Regions from separate parts of the Callithrix jacchus genome. Here region 2 is linked to region 1. The links are chromatin contacts, called in public Hi-C maps. All regions are on one chromosome and are shown on one strand. Each heading gives the region's core, a stretch centred on a gene start, on an enhancer-like site or on the middle of the called end of the contact. The rest is flanking DNA. Distances are from core to core; before and after follow the strand shown.

What was found. Hi-C and Micro-C count contacts between places; a contact is called where the count stands out from the background.
Region 2: a contact with region 1 is called in a Hi-C map of skeletal muscle, with 4 times the contacts expected there. The contact joins the promoter of CAPG here to the promoter of GGCX in region 1. A contact is called at or near these places in 2 of 3 Hi-C or Micro-C datasets (both in skeletal muscle).

The regions. Positions count from the first base shown.
Region 1 is chr14:27,463,928-27,471,005 of calJac240_pri, forward strand. It overlaps GGCX (gamma-glutamyl carboxylase), which reads left to right and starts at 4,772. Exons shown (of 14, transcript XR_013526421.1): 1 at 4,772-4,887; 2 at 5,265-5,435; 3 at 6,857-7,015. LOC128929587 (a long non-coding RNA gene) reads right to left here and starts at 4,666. Exons shown (of 3, transcript XR_008476243.2): 1 at 4,273-4,666; 2 at 3,966-4,022; 3 at 3,700-3,868.
Region 2 is chr14:27,614,342-27,620,654 of calJac240_pri, forward strand. It overlaps CAPG (capping actin protein, gelsolin like), which reads left to right and starts at 2,502. Exons shown (of 10, transcript XM_054244758.2): 1 at 2,502-2,733.

The DNA.
Region 1 (7,078 bases), core at 3,522-6,021:
ACATGTCTTTTTAATATTTTGAGTTATGAAATGGAAATATGCATATAGCATTTCTGCCTGCAATAGTTGTCTCATGGTCTGTCAAGATAAAACTCGTGTCCCATTAAACTAACCTTTGGTCCGGTGCAGTGACTCAACCCATAATTCAAACACTGTGGGAGGCCAAGGCGGGAGGATCTCTTGAGATCAGGAGTTTGAGACCAGCCTGGGCAACATGGTGAAACCAGACTTGTACAAAAAATTAGCTAGGCATGGTTACCACACTTGGCTAATTTTTGTACTTTTTTGTAGAGACGGGTTTTCAATTCACCATGTCGCCCAGGCTGGTCTTGAACTCCTGACCTCAAGTGATCCTTCCACCTTGGCCTCCCAAAGTTTTGGGATTATGGGCATAAGCCATTGTGCCTAGCCCCTCTGCCTATTTTTATTTGGGTTGTCTTTTATTGTTGTTGAGTTGCAGATTTCTTTCTTTTTTTTTTGAAACGGAGTTTCGCTCTTGTTACCCAGGCTGGAGTGCAATGGCGTGATCTCGGCTCACCGCAACTCCGCCTCCTGGGTTCAGGCAATTCTCCTGCCTCAGCCTTCTGAGTAGCTGGGATTACAGGCACGCACCACCATGCCCAGCTAATTTTTTGTATTTTTAGTAGAGATGGGGTTTCACCATGTTGACCAAGATGGTCTCGATCTCTTGACCTCGTGATCCACCCACCTTGGCCTCCCAAAGTGCTGGGATTACAGGCTTAGCCACCGCGCCTGGCCTGAGTTGCAGATTTCTTTACATATTCTAGATACTAGACTCTCATCAGATACGATTTTAAAATACTTTCATTCTGCCGGGCACGGTGGCTCACGCCTGTAATCCCAGCACTTTGGGAGGCCAAGGTGGGTGGATCACGAGGTCAAGAGATCGAGACCATCTTGGTCAACGTGGTGAAACCTCATCTCTACTAAAAATACAAAAAATTAGCTGGGCATGGCGGCACGTGCCTGTAATCCCAGCTATTCAGGAGGCTGATGCAGGAGAATTGCCTGAACCCAGGAGGCGGAGGTTGTGGTGAACCGAGATCATGCCATTGCACTCCAGCCTGGGTAACAAGAGTGAAACTCCGTCTCAAAAAAAACCCAAAAAAACAAAAAAACTTTCATTCTTTTCACTCTCAAGTATCCCTTTGATGCACACAACCAAAAAAGCAGATAGTGTCCAGTTGCATTCTTTGATGCAGCTGGACCCCCTCTCCCTCTCCCTCCTCCTCTCCCTCCTTACAGGGTCTCACTGTTGCCCAGGCTGGAGTGCAGTGGCACAATGACATCTCACTGTGGTCTCAACCTCCCAGGCTCAAGTGTTCTTCCCACTTTAGCCTCCCAAGCAGCTGGGACTCCAGGCGTGCACCACTGTGCCTGGCTAATTTTTGTATTTTCTGTATGTTTTGTAGAGATGGGGTTTCACCATGTTGCCCAGGCTGGTCTTGAATTCCTCAGCTCAAGTGATCCTCCCTTATTGGCCTCCCAAATTCCTGGGATTACAGGCATGAGCCACTATGCCCAGCCTATGGTTGTTTTTAAATTAACAGACTATTTTGGGTGGATAGTTTTAGGCTTACAGAAAAATTGGGCAGAAAGTACAGAGAATTCCAGGCCTGAGAGCGGTGGCTCACACCTATAATCCCAACACTTCAGGAGGCCAAGGAGGGAGGATCACTTGACCTCAAAAGTTTGAGGCCAGCCTGGGCAACATGGTGAAACCCCATCTCTACAAAACATACAAATATTAGCCAGGCGCAGTGATGCACACCTGTAGTCCAGGTACTTGGGAGGCTGAGGTAGGAGGATCACTTGAGCCTGGAAGGTCAAGGCTGCAGTGAGTCAAGATTGTGCCACTGCCCCTCCAGCCTGGGTGACAGAGGAAGACTGTGTCTCAAAAAAAAGAAAAAGTGCAGAGAGTTCCCATATCCCCCTTCAGGCTCCCCATTTATCCTATTATTAACCTTTTTCAGTTGGTGTGGTGCATTTGTTACAACTGATGAGCCAGTATCAGTATATTATTAACATAGTCCATATTGATACATTATAATTAACAAAGTCCATAAATTACATTAGGGTTTACTCTTTGCATTGTACATTCTAAGGGTTTACACACAGGTATGATGTATATCCACCATGACACTATTACAACATCATACAAAATAGTTTCACTTCTGTAAAACTCCCCTGTACTCCACCTATCATCCCTTCCTCCCGGCAACTCTACCTCCCTGGCAGTCACTGATCTTATTATTGTCTCCATAGTTTAGCCTTTTTAGAATATCATTTAGTTGAGGCCAAGCGCAGTGCCTCATGCCTGTATTCCCAGCACTTTGGGAGGCTGAAGCGGGAGGATTGCTTGAGACCAGGAGTTCAAGACCATCTTGGGCAACAGAGCAAGACTTTGACTCAAAAAAAAAAAAAAAAAAAATATATATATATATATATATATATATATATGCCATATAGTTGGAATCATACAGTTTGCAGTCTTTCCACATTGATTTCTTTCACTTGGCAATATGAATTTAAGGTTCTTCCATGTTTTTTCATGGCTTGATAGCTTTTTAAATTTTTTTGAAACGGCTCTCGATATGTTGCCCCAGCTGGTCTCGAACTCCTTAACTAAGAGATTGTCTTGCCTCAGTCTCCAGAAAAGCTGGAAATAGCTAAGACTACAGGCACATGCCTTTTTTTTTTTTTTTTTTTTTTTTTTTTTTGAGACATAGTCTTGCTCTGTCACCCAGACTGGAGTGCAGTGGTATGATGCTGGCTCACTGCAAACTTCACCTCTTGGGTTCAAGCGATTCTGTCTCAGTCTCCTGAGTAGCTGGGATTATAGGCGCCTGCCACCATACCCAGCTAATTTTTTTGTATTTTGAAATGGGGTTTCACCATGTTAGCCAGGTTGGTCTTGAACTGCTGACCTCACTCAAGCGATCCACTCGCCTCAGCCTCCCAAAATGTTGGAATTACAGGCATGAGCCACTGCACCTGGCCTCAAAAATGTCTAATATGGAAAATGGCCTCTTCTATAATTTCTAATACTGTAAATGGGTCCCAAGATCCAACAGTTTGAGAACTGTTTCTCTGGGACGACTTCTTCTTTTCCTGATGGCTAATCCCAGTCAAGAGATTTAGATATTACAATGCTGTTCCAGACTCGCCTCTCTGAGAACCTTCCCTGATGGGCCACACTTTACTCAGTGCCCTTGCTCTGTATCTCCTCTTCAGTTATGTTGTTCCTGTTTCTCCCGCTGCCCGCCTGCCCTCCCTCCTTCCTTCCTTCCCTCCCTCCCTCCCTTTCTCCCTTCCTTCCTTCCTCCTTCCCTCCCTCCCTTCCTCTCCTTCCTTCTCTCCTTTTTTCTTCCTGCTCTTCCTTCCTGCTCTTCCCCCCCTTCCTTCCTCCTCTTTCTTTTTTCTTTTCTTTTCTTTCTTTTTTTTTGGCTAGCTCTGTAGCCCAGGCTGAAGTGCAGTGGCACGATCTCGGCTCACTGCAACCTCTGCCTCCCAGGTTTGAGCGATTCTTGTGCCTCAGCCTCCAGGGTAGCTGGGATTACGGGTGCCCCACCATGCATGAATAATTTTTGTATTTTTAGTTGAGACAGGGTTTCACCATGTTGGCCAGGGTAATATCTGAACTCCTCACCTCCAGTGATCTGCCCGCCTCGGCCTCCCTAAGTGTTGGGACTACAGGCGTGAGCCAGCGCACCAGGCTTTTTTTTTTTTTTTTTGAGACAAGATCTCACTGTGTTGTCCAGGCTTGAGTGCAATGGTGCAATCACAGCTCACTGCAGCCTCGAACTCCTGGGCTCAAGCGATCCTCTCACCTCAGCCTCCCGAGTAGCTGAAACCACAGGAGGGCGCCATTACACACAGCTAACTTTTATAAAAGTTTTTTTTTTTTTGTCTTCCCCCACCCCCCACTCTAACGATCCTCCCACCTCGGCGTGAGCTGCGGCTGGCCCCTACTGCTTAGAAACCTCGGTTCTTTGCAGGTCCTGGAAAAGAAAATGAAGGGGTTGTGCAATAGCTGAAAACCTGGGCAGCCCTTCCAGGCGCGTCCTCAACTGGGCGTCAAACTCTGGCAAAAAGTTTGCCCTTTGCCCCGGATCCCTCACATCAGAGAGCACCGCAGGGACGGTACAGCCTGGAGAGGACTAATGGGATCGGGGAAGGGCCAAAAGAAGTTGGGGAACTCTGACTCTTCTCAGTGTTTAAAAAGCAGAGGCCGGGCGCGGTGGCTCACACCTGGAATCCCAGCACTTTCGGAGACCTAGGCGGTGGATCACGAGGTCAGGAGTTCGAGACCAGCGTGGCCAACATGGTGAAACCCCGGTCTCTACTAAAAAAATGAAAATCTGCCCGGCGCGGTGGCGGGCGCCTCTAATCCCAGCTACTCTGGAGGCTCAGGCAGCGAGGCGCTTGAACCCAACCCCTGAGGCGGAGGTTGCAATGAGCCAAGAGCGCGCCACTGCACTCCAGCCCACAGCAAGACTCTGTCTCAAAAAAAAGAAAAAGGAAAAAGAAAGCAGAGGTGCCTCGGAAGGCCTGAAGGTTGAGGAGTCTAGCAGTGCGCCTGGAGACCAACGGCACTAGAGGGTATCCTCGCCCTGCCCTAGGGCTCCCCGTTCCGCCCCCTGCCGCCAAGCAAGGAATCCGGCGCCGCTGGTCGGGGCGTAGTATTTACGACAGTGCTGGCGCTTTCCGGCCAGCCGCACAGCTGCTGACGCGTCGGGAGGCGGAGCCTAGGGAAGCGAATTTTCCTGGCGGCAGCTGTGCAGACGCTGCTGCTGTGACCCACCTGCCTCTTCCGCGGAGCAATGGCAGTGTCTGCCAGGTCCGCGCGGACCCCGCCCAGCTCAGGTAGGGCCTCGCCCTCTGGCAGAGAGTACCGAGGAGTGCTGGTCTTAAAGGGGTGGTGGGGGGAGGGCGCCCAGTGAGTCCTGGTTGCGGGGGTGAGGCTCCATGGGGAAAGCGGCGTGCTGTGACAGGTTGCAGCCTTCGGCTTCTGGATGATGATGACATTCGGGGGCACTTTACGGTTAGGGCCTGTAGTCTGAGGAGTACTGGGACTTTGGGGGATCTTGGAGGAGGGGCTGTACTGCAGGAATGTTTCTCTGTAGTCAGATCATTGAGCCAACCTGGGTGGGCGGAAGCTCTGGGTTGTTGGTGCTGTGATTTCTGTGATTTGAGGCGGAGCCCACCCCCGCACACACATTTTCTCTATTTGTTGGTTGCAGATAAAGTACAGAAAGACAAGGCTGAACGGATCCCAGGGCCCAGGCAGGGCAGTCGAATGGGGAAACTCTTGGGTTTTGAGTGGACTGATTTGTCCAGCTGGTGGAGGCTGGTGACCTTGTTGAATCGACCAACGGACCCTGCAAGCCTGGCTGTGTTTCGTTTTCTTTTTGGTGAGTCCAGTTTATGGGTGGGAGCAGTTTGATTGGGGGTGAGAATGACAATCGTCAATTTTTCGGTTGCAAATAGACTTAGCTCCCTTTTCCTCAGAGCTGAAGATATTGGTATAAAAGAAGAGGTCTTTGTAACGTTTAGGATTAAACATGCTTTGTCTCCTCCAGTTAGGATTCACTTGGTGGCCAGAACTCCTTTTTTTTGAGACGGAGTTTCGCTCTTGTTGCCCAAGCTGGAGTGCCGTGCCGTGACGTGATCCCGGCTCACTGCAACCTCTGCCTCCTGGGTTCAAGCGATTCTCCTGCCTCAGCCTCCCAAGTATCTGAGATTACAGGCCAGGCCCCTGCCACCACACCTGGCTTTTTTTTTTTTTTTTTTTTTTTGTATTTTTTAGTTTCACCACTTTGGCCAGGCTGGTCTCAAACTCCAGACCTCATGTGATCCACCTGCCTCGACCTCCCAAAGTGCTAGGATTCCAGCTGTGAGCCATCGCACCCAGCTAGAAATGCTTTGATCTGAGACTATGTGATATGCAGAGGCAAGGCAGCAGTGGCCCATTTCGCTTGTGGCATGAAGTTGCACAGAGGACTCAGAGAAACAGAGCAAGGGGTCACAAGGGCCATACATTTTGGCTGTGACTCCCTAATCAAGAGCTTCTTAACTCAGGCCACAGCATGGTGTGCTTGGAATGGTTTACAGATGTGCGGCGATATTAGACCCCTTAGCCCAGTAGTTCTCAACTGGAGACCGTTTTGCTCCCTGGGGGACGTGAGGCAATGTTTGGAGACGTTTTTAGTTGTCCCAACGTGGGGGAGGAAGAATAGGTGGCTTCTGGCATCTGTATAGAGGTCAAGGATGCTCCTGAATGTCCTGTGGTACACTGGATAATCCTTCTCAATAAATAATTAACCAGCCCAAAATGTGACTAGTCCTGAGGTTGAGAAATCCTGCCTTATCTCAAGCTGGCTTCCTGATCTGAGTAGCCCCTTCTGTTTATTCCCAGCATGTTGATGAAATGCAACCGTTCTCTGGGTGTGCCAGGAGGCAAAAAAGGTTACGAAGCACTCCCAGAGCACTATCTGAAGCTCAATAGGATGGATCTTTCTAGCTGTCAAGACCTTATCACTTTTTATAGCATTTTGTGCATTTCTCTAATTTAATCCTCTCAGTAATCCTGTGACATAGTCCCCTTCTCACAAATGGCGAATTGGTTAACTGAGCTGCAGGGGCTATTCTAGAAGACACAACTGACATAGTACTGTGCAGAATAGGCATTCAGAAATTAATACTGAATAAATGATGGAGCCAAGATTAGAAGAGAAGTCTAACCCTGGAGCTGCCCACTCTCAATTGTGTTCCACTGTATTCTACTGCTTTCTTATCTGAGACCCAATGACCTCCTCCCCTGTTGCCTTCTTAGGGTTCTTGATGGTGCTAGACATTCCCCAGGAGCGGGGGCTCAGCTCCCTGGACCGAAAATACCTTGATGGGCTGGATGTGTGCCGCTTCCCCTTGCTGGATGCTCTACGCCCACTGCCACTTGACTGGATGTACCTTGTCTACACCATCATGTTTCTGGGTGAGGGGAATTCTGGGAGAGATGAAAATATTGACTGGCCTGCCAGAAACACAGAAATAGAAG
Region 2 (6,313 bases), core at 1,252-3,751, 150 kb after region 1:
CTTTTAGATTGATCCAGTCATCTGCTGCCCAGATTCTGCCCCCAAAAGAGCCCAGGAGGTGACCAATGAAACTCGGGTGAGGTTGGGTGTTGGGGGGAGCTGTTGCAAACAGTGTGACATGGCTTCTCTCCACCCTTTCTAATCTTCACCAGGCCCTTCTTATCTGGAGTGTACACTTGTTATTCCTCCTCTGGAACAGCCTGGCCCCTTTCCTCCCTCCTCCTGCAGGCCCCATTTTAGGTGACCCTCCCTCAGCAGTGAGGGTCTCAGACCAGGGCAGTCCCCTACCCCACTCTCTGAGGTCTCACCAAAATTAAATCTACAAGTTTATTTCACTAGACTGTAAACTCCCACAGTCCACTGCACGCTATGTAAATGGGCAGCCACTGTGTCTGTCAGGTTCACGGCCAAATTCCAAGCCTGGCACACAGCAGGCTCTCAATCAATATTTGTTGTAGCTGCTATTCAAATCTTACTCATTCTTTACAGGTTGCACAAAGCCTGCCTCTCTGCAAACATCTTTGGTCTCTCTTCTCTGGAAGGCCCGTGTCTTGCTCTTTTCCTGTCCATATGTCATGGACTACCAGGCCTAGGCCGAGGCACAACGCCCTAAGGCCCCGGCTGTGTTTACCTGCTGAAAACAACCCCTTTTTCCCCAGTGCAGGTGGATCAACAAGGACTGTCTTCTCTGGATATCTCTAACCGACCTTCCCCACCCCACTGGGTCCTTTCCGCTATTGGCTTTCCTGAGGGGGTGGAGCGTCTGTTCCTCCCCTGCCTTTTCCCTCCCCCACCAAATGTAGCATGGCCCTGCTTGAGAGGCTTTCTTCTTCAGCCCAGAGCCTGGGAGCCAACCTTCTCCTGTGCCTGCTTCTTCCTTGTTACTTTCTCCCAGGACTGGGAATGGGAGAGGGTTTGGAAAACCAGCGGGCCTTCTACCCTCCCCGTTAGGAGAGACTGGACTCGGTGGCTCCCGGATGTCTCCATCCCCATCTCCTTCCCTGATGGACCTGGAGGGCCCTGAGATCACCCTTCCTCTCTTTTGCCAACAGAAAAGCTGAGGCCAAAGAGGAATGGATGCTGGCCAAGGCCATCTGACGTACAAAGACCCAAAGCCACCGTCCCTCACCCCGTCCCAGGCCACTAAGGGGACCTGAGCAGTCGCTCCAAGGGAGAGGGCGACCCCTGGTGGTGAGGAGGAGCGTGGCAGCCTGTCGCTCATTTCCTGAGTCCGGAGGCTGACAGTGGAAGGGGCGTTGCCTAGAGGACCATCGACCCAGGCTTTAGTTATCAGGAAGGTAAAATAAAGGAATGGCCCGTAAAGCAAAAGAACCCAATTTTTCCTGGGCTTTGCCTTTCCTTAGTCACATTCCCTGTAATGACCTAACTTTAACTGCACCCTGCTGGTTGCTGGTTGGATCTTCAGGGAGCAGAAACAGGTATGAAACGGTTTTTGGCACATTGCATGTCCCATGGGCCATTACTGACTTGGGGATCTGGTGCTAAGCCCTGGAATGCAGAAGCTCACATTCTGATAATAAGATTTCTAATAATAAGAGAATGGACTCCAGGCCGGGCACGGTGGCTCACATCTGTAATCCTAACACTTTGGGAGGCCGAGGCAGGTTGATCGCCTGAGGTCAAGAGTTCGAGACCAGCCTGGCCAACATGGTGAAACCCCGCTTCTACTAAAAATACAAAAATTCACCGGGCGTGGTGGTGTGTGCCTGTAATCCCAGCTACTTGACAGGCTGAGGCAGAAGTGCTTTAGCTCGGGAGGCAGAGATTGCAGTGGACCGAGATTGCACCACTGCACTCCAGCCTAGGCAACAGACTGAGACTACACCTCAAAAAAAAAAAAAAAAAAAAAGAGAAAAAGAAAGGAGAGAGAGAGAGAGAGAGAGAGAGAGAGAATATGGGCTCTTATTAAAGACTCCAGGGACTGAGCCAATAGCTTCTCCAAGTTTCTATGGTACCTATCTCTCGTCTCTAGAGGTAGAAAGGTCTACTCAACAAAAGGCTGGTTGTCTTAACAGAAACACTCAGAAAATCAAGACTTTGAGAACTTCCCAGGCAGAAATGGGCATGCTTAGAGACCACTCGACCAGTTAATATGAACGCCACATCTGCTACCAAAAGAATTTGGGCAATCTACTTTGAATATCCCTTCTGAAGCAGTTTCTAGATGTTTAGAGATTAAATGAAATTTTTTTTCTTTTTAAGATGGGGTGTCACCATGATGGCCAGGCTGGTCTTGAACTCCTGACCTCAGGTGATCCACCCACCTCGGCCTCCCAAAGTGCTAGGATTACAGGAGTGAGCCACCGCGCCCGGCATAAATGAAATATTTCTATGAAGTAGCTCGACTCAACCTAACTAAGCAAGAATGAAATCTCACTGACATACAGGGTCATGCGAAACCTTCATTGACTAGGTATTTTCCTCCTTCCTTGATGATCCAGGATGTGCAATATATGCCTAGATCAGGAAGTGTAAAAGCTGAAAATGGAGTTGGAGACAGAAAGTCCAGTGTGTTGCTGGCCACTGTAGTGTCAGTGCTCCCGATACAGGTGTAACCCGAGTCCCCCGCTTGGGAGCCAGAAATCAGCTGAGAAGAGGCCTCTGGAAAGAGGCTGCCCTGGCCCCAGAGAGTGGATGAAGTAGGGCCTCAGCACAGCTCATCCCACCGAGCAGGCCGGACCCTGAGTTCCTGGCTTGCACTGAAGGGTCTGGGTAAGTCCCTTCTCTAGCGTCTCAAAAGCTCCTTGGGTAACCTGGGAAGTTAGGAAAAGAGTTCTGATATTTGACCCTGACGTGTGAGGAGTGCTTTGAGAGAGGATGCTGAATGCGAGTGCCCTGGTTATTACCTCCTGGCAGCCTCCTAACCTTAACCTTGACTCTGCCATGTAAAATTAATGCCTGGGCGCTAGGCGCCGACGACGGTCAGATACCGTGGCCTGAAAACCCTGGGACCTACACATCTCGGACTTGGAGGACCCAGGCCTTCCCTGGGCTTCTCCAGGAGTCCTGCAGGCCACACAGGGACCCTAACAGACCTAGTTCAGCCTCAGGGTCTGCGGTGCTCCTCCCTCCAGGAATGCGAGTTTGCTCTGGGCAATGGAGGATGGGTTCAGGAGGTCACTCTGTGTACCTACCATGCTGTGAGCCCAAATCCCCACCCACCATCCTCTTCTCCCACGGCCCCAACCTCGTAGGGAGGGCAGTGTGGGGCTCAGGTTGACAGAGACGGAGGGGTCGGACCAGCGAATCCAGGGTAGAGCGGCGCGTGCAGGGGTGGAGAGCCGGGTTTGCGAGGCGAGAAGGCCATCTCCAGCACGGGAGCCCCCTGCCAGCCACCCGGATCCCACCCGGCCTGGCGCAATCTGCGCTTCCGGATCAGCATCGAGACCCCGCCCCGCGGCCCGCTGCCTGTCGGGATTTGTAGTTTGTAGGGGGCGGGGCCAGAACGCGCTGGCGCGCCCGAGCGTGCGTGTGTGTGTGTGTGCGCGCGTGTGTGAGAGACTCGGTGTGTAAGTGTGTCCGAGGGTCTGTTCTGGTGCTCCCGTCCCCTCCTGACCTCGTCCCGGAGGGCCCTCCGGACCTGGGCTCAGCAAAGGCACCACAGGCCTCATCTTCCGAGACCCCGCCCCGCAGCCCACTGCCTGCTGGGATTTGTAGTTCGTAGGGATCTAGGCCCCAGGTTGGGGCTGGGTTGCGGCCGCACCAGCAGCGGGGCGTGCAGCGCTCCCGTGTTCTCGTTTTTCTCGTGAGCCTGGATCTGGACAGTGGGCCTGGCGCGAGGCCCGCAACTCCGGCTGGGCTCCCAATGGCACTTCTGCCGACCCTGAGATGTACCCGCCACGCCTGCGGGACTAACCTCTACGTGGGCAAACCGAGGCACAAAGAGGGACGCGCTCTGGCTGCCCTCTAGTGAGAACTTGGACTAGGAGACCCAGCCCAGGCCTGGCGGGCAAGGCTAGGTCAGGCGAGGATGTCGGCCAGAATGTGCGATCAGTAGTGTTTCAAATTAATAAACAGGCCTGCCCGAGACTGACTCCGCACATTAGTGCTGGTTACCTTACGGGCTTGACTGATCAAATTTTTATTTGGCACCACTACAGAGGGAAGCTCAGGGAGGGAGGAAGTCTCTCCTGACCAAGAAATCGTATGGTCCACCCTAGCCTACCCTAGCCTACAAGTCTGCTTTGACGATAAAAATCAACAGAGTTTGGGAGGGGGTGAGGAGGAGGGGTGTTTTGGTAAACTGCAAAAGCCCAGGACATGATTGAGGTGTTATTATTATCAGGCTCAGACCTCAAAAGAACTGGAGAAAAGGTCTGGGCCTTCAGGAGCCTTACCTTAAAAGGGAGGGTATGGCCCGGTGCAGTGGCTGATGCCTATGATCCTAGGATTTTGGGAGGCTGAGGTGGGCTAATCACCTGAGGTCAGGGATTCGAGACCAGCCTGGCCAACATGGCGAAACCCTTTCTCTACTACAAATACAAAAATTATCCAAGGCATGATGGCACATGCCTGTAATCCCAGCTACTTGGAAGGCTGAGGCAGGAGATATGCTTGAACCCAGGAGAGACTGTGTGATTGTGTCACTGCCCTCCAACCTGGGTGACACAGTGAGACTCTCTCAAAAAAAAAAAAAAAAGGGGAAAAGGGAAGGTACATTTACTATATTTATGTAAGAAATCCCCTTTGGGAGAAACTGGGTAATAAGATTTTCCTAGACCTTTTTTATTTTATTTTATTTTATTTATTTATTTCAAGACAGAGTTTTGCTCTTGTTGCCCAGTCTGGTGTGCAATGGCGTGATCTCGGCTCACCGCAACCTCTGCCTCTCGGGTTCAAGCGATTTTCCTGCCTCGGCCTCCCAAGGAGCTGGGATTACAGGCACGTGCCACCATGCCTGGCTAATTTTGTATTTTTAGTAGACAGGGTTTCTTCATGTTGGTCAGGCTGGTCTCAAACTCCCAGCCTCAAGTGATGTGCCTGCCTCAGCTTCCCAAAGGGCTGGATTACAGACATGAGCCACCGCACCCGGTCCTTGTTTTATTTTTTTAAATGGGGTGCAGATGGGTCAGGAAACTCAAAGGTTATAGAGCCCTTTTGCTTTATTGAGATATAATATACCATATAATTCATTCCTTTAAAGTGTACGATTCAGCATTTTACTATGTTCAGAGTTGTGTAACCATTATCACAATCTAATTTTGGAATATTTCATTATCCCCCAAAATAAACATGTACCCATTAGCAGTCCTTCCCCAACCCCCTCCATCCTCTTCAGCCCTAGGCAACCACTAATCTACTTTCTTTAGATTTGCCTATTCTAAACGTTTCATATAAATGGAACCATACAATATATGGTCTTTTGCAACTGGCTTCTTTCACTTAGCACGATGTTTTCAAAATTCATCTTAGGCTATAGCATGTATCAGTACTCAGTACTGTTTTTGCAACTTTTTGTGAGTCTGTAATTATTTTGAAATAAAATTTTTTGCTGGGCGCGGTGGCTCATGCCTGTAATCCCAGCAGTTTGGGAGGCCGAGGCGGGTGGATCACGAGGTCAAGAGATCGAGACCATCCTGGTCAACATGGTGAAACCCCGTTTCTACTAAAAAAAAATACAAAAAAAAAATTAGCTGGGCATGGTGGCGCGTGCCTGTAATCCCAGCTACTCAGGAAGCTGAGGCAGGAGAATTGCCTGAACACAGGAGGCGGAGGTTGTGGTGAGCCGAGATGGCGCCATTGCACTCCACCCTGGGTAACAAGAGCAAAACTCTGTCTCAAAAAATAATAATAATAAAAGAAATAAATAAAAAATTTTAAGCAAGGTATCTAGAGCAAGAGCTGAGGCCAGGCGAGGTGCCTCACATCTGTAATCCCAGCGCTTTGGGAGGCCGAGGTGGGTGGATCACCTGTAGTCAGGAGTTTGAGACCAGCCTGGACAACATTGTGAAACCCTGTCTCTACTGAAAATACAAAAAAATTAGGCAGGCATGGTGTCATATGCCTGTAATCCCAATTACTCGGGAGGCTGAGACAGGAGAATTGCTTGAACTCAGGGGGCAGGGTTTGCAGTGAGTTGAGATTGTGTCATTGCACTCCAGCCTGGGTGACTGAGCCAGACTCTGTTTCAAAAAAAAAGAGCTGAGATAGCTCTTTGTATGTAAAAGGCCTCACAGCTGGCACTGGCATGTGGTGATAGTGGGGAGGGCGTGGGTTCCCACTACATGGCTTCCCATCCATCCTCTGCCACTCACTAAGTGGGATCTAGAACAAGTGATTTTGACCTACTTTA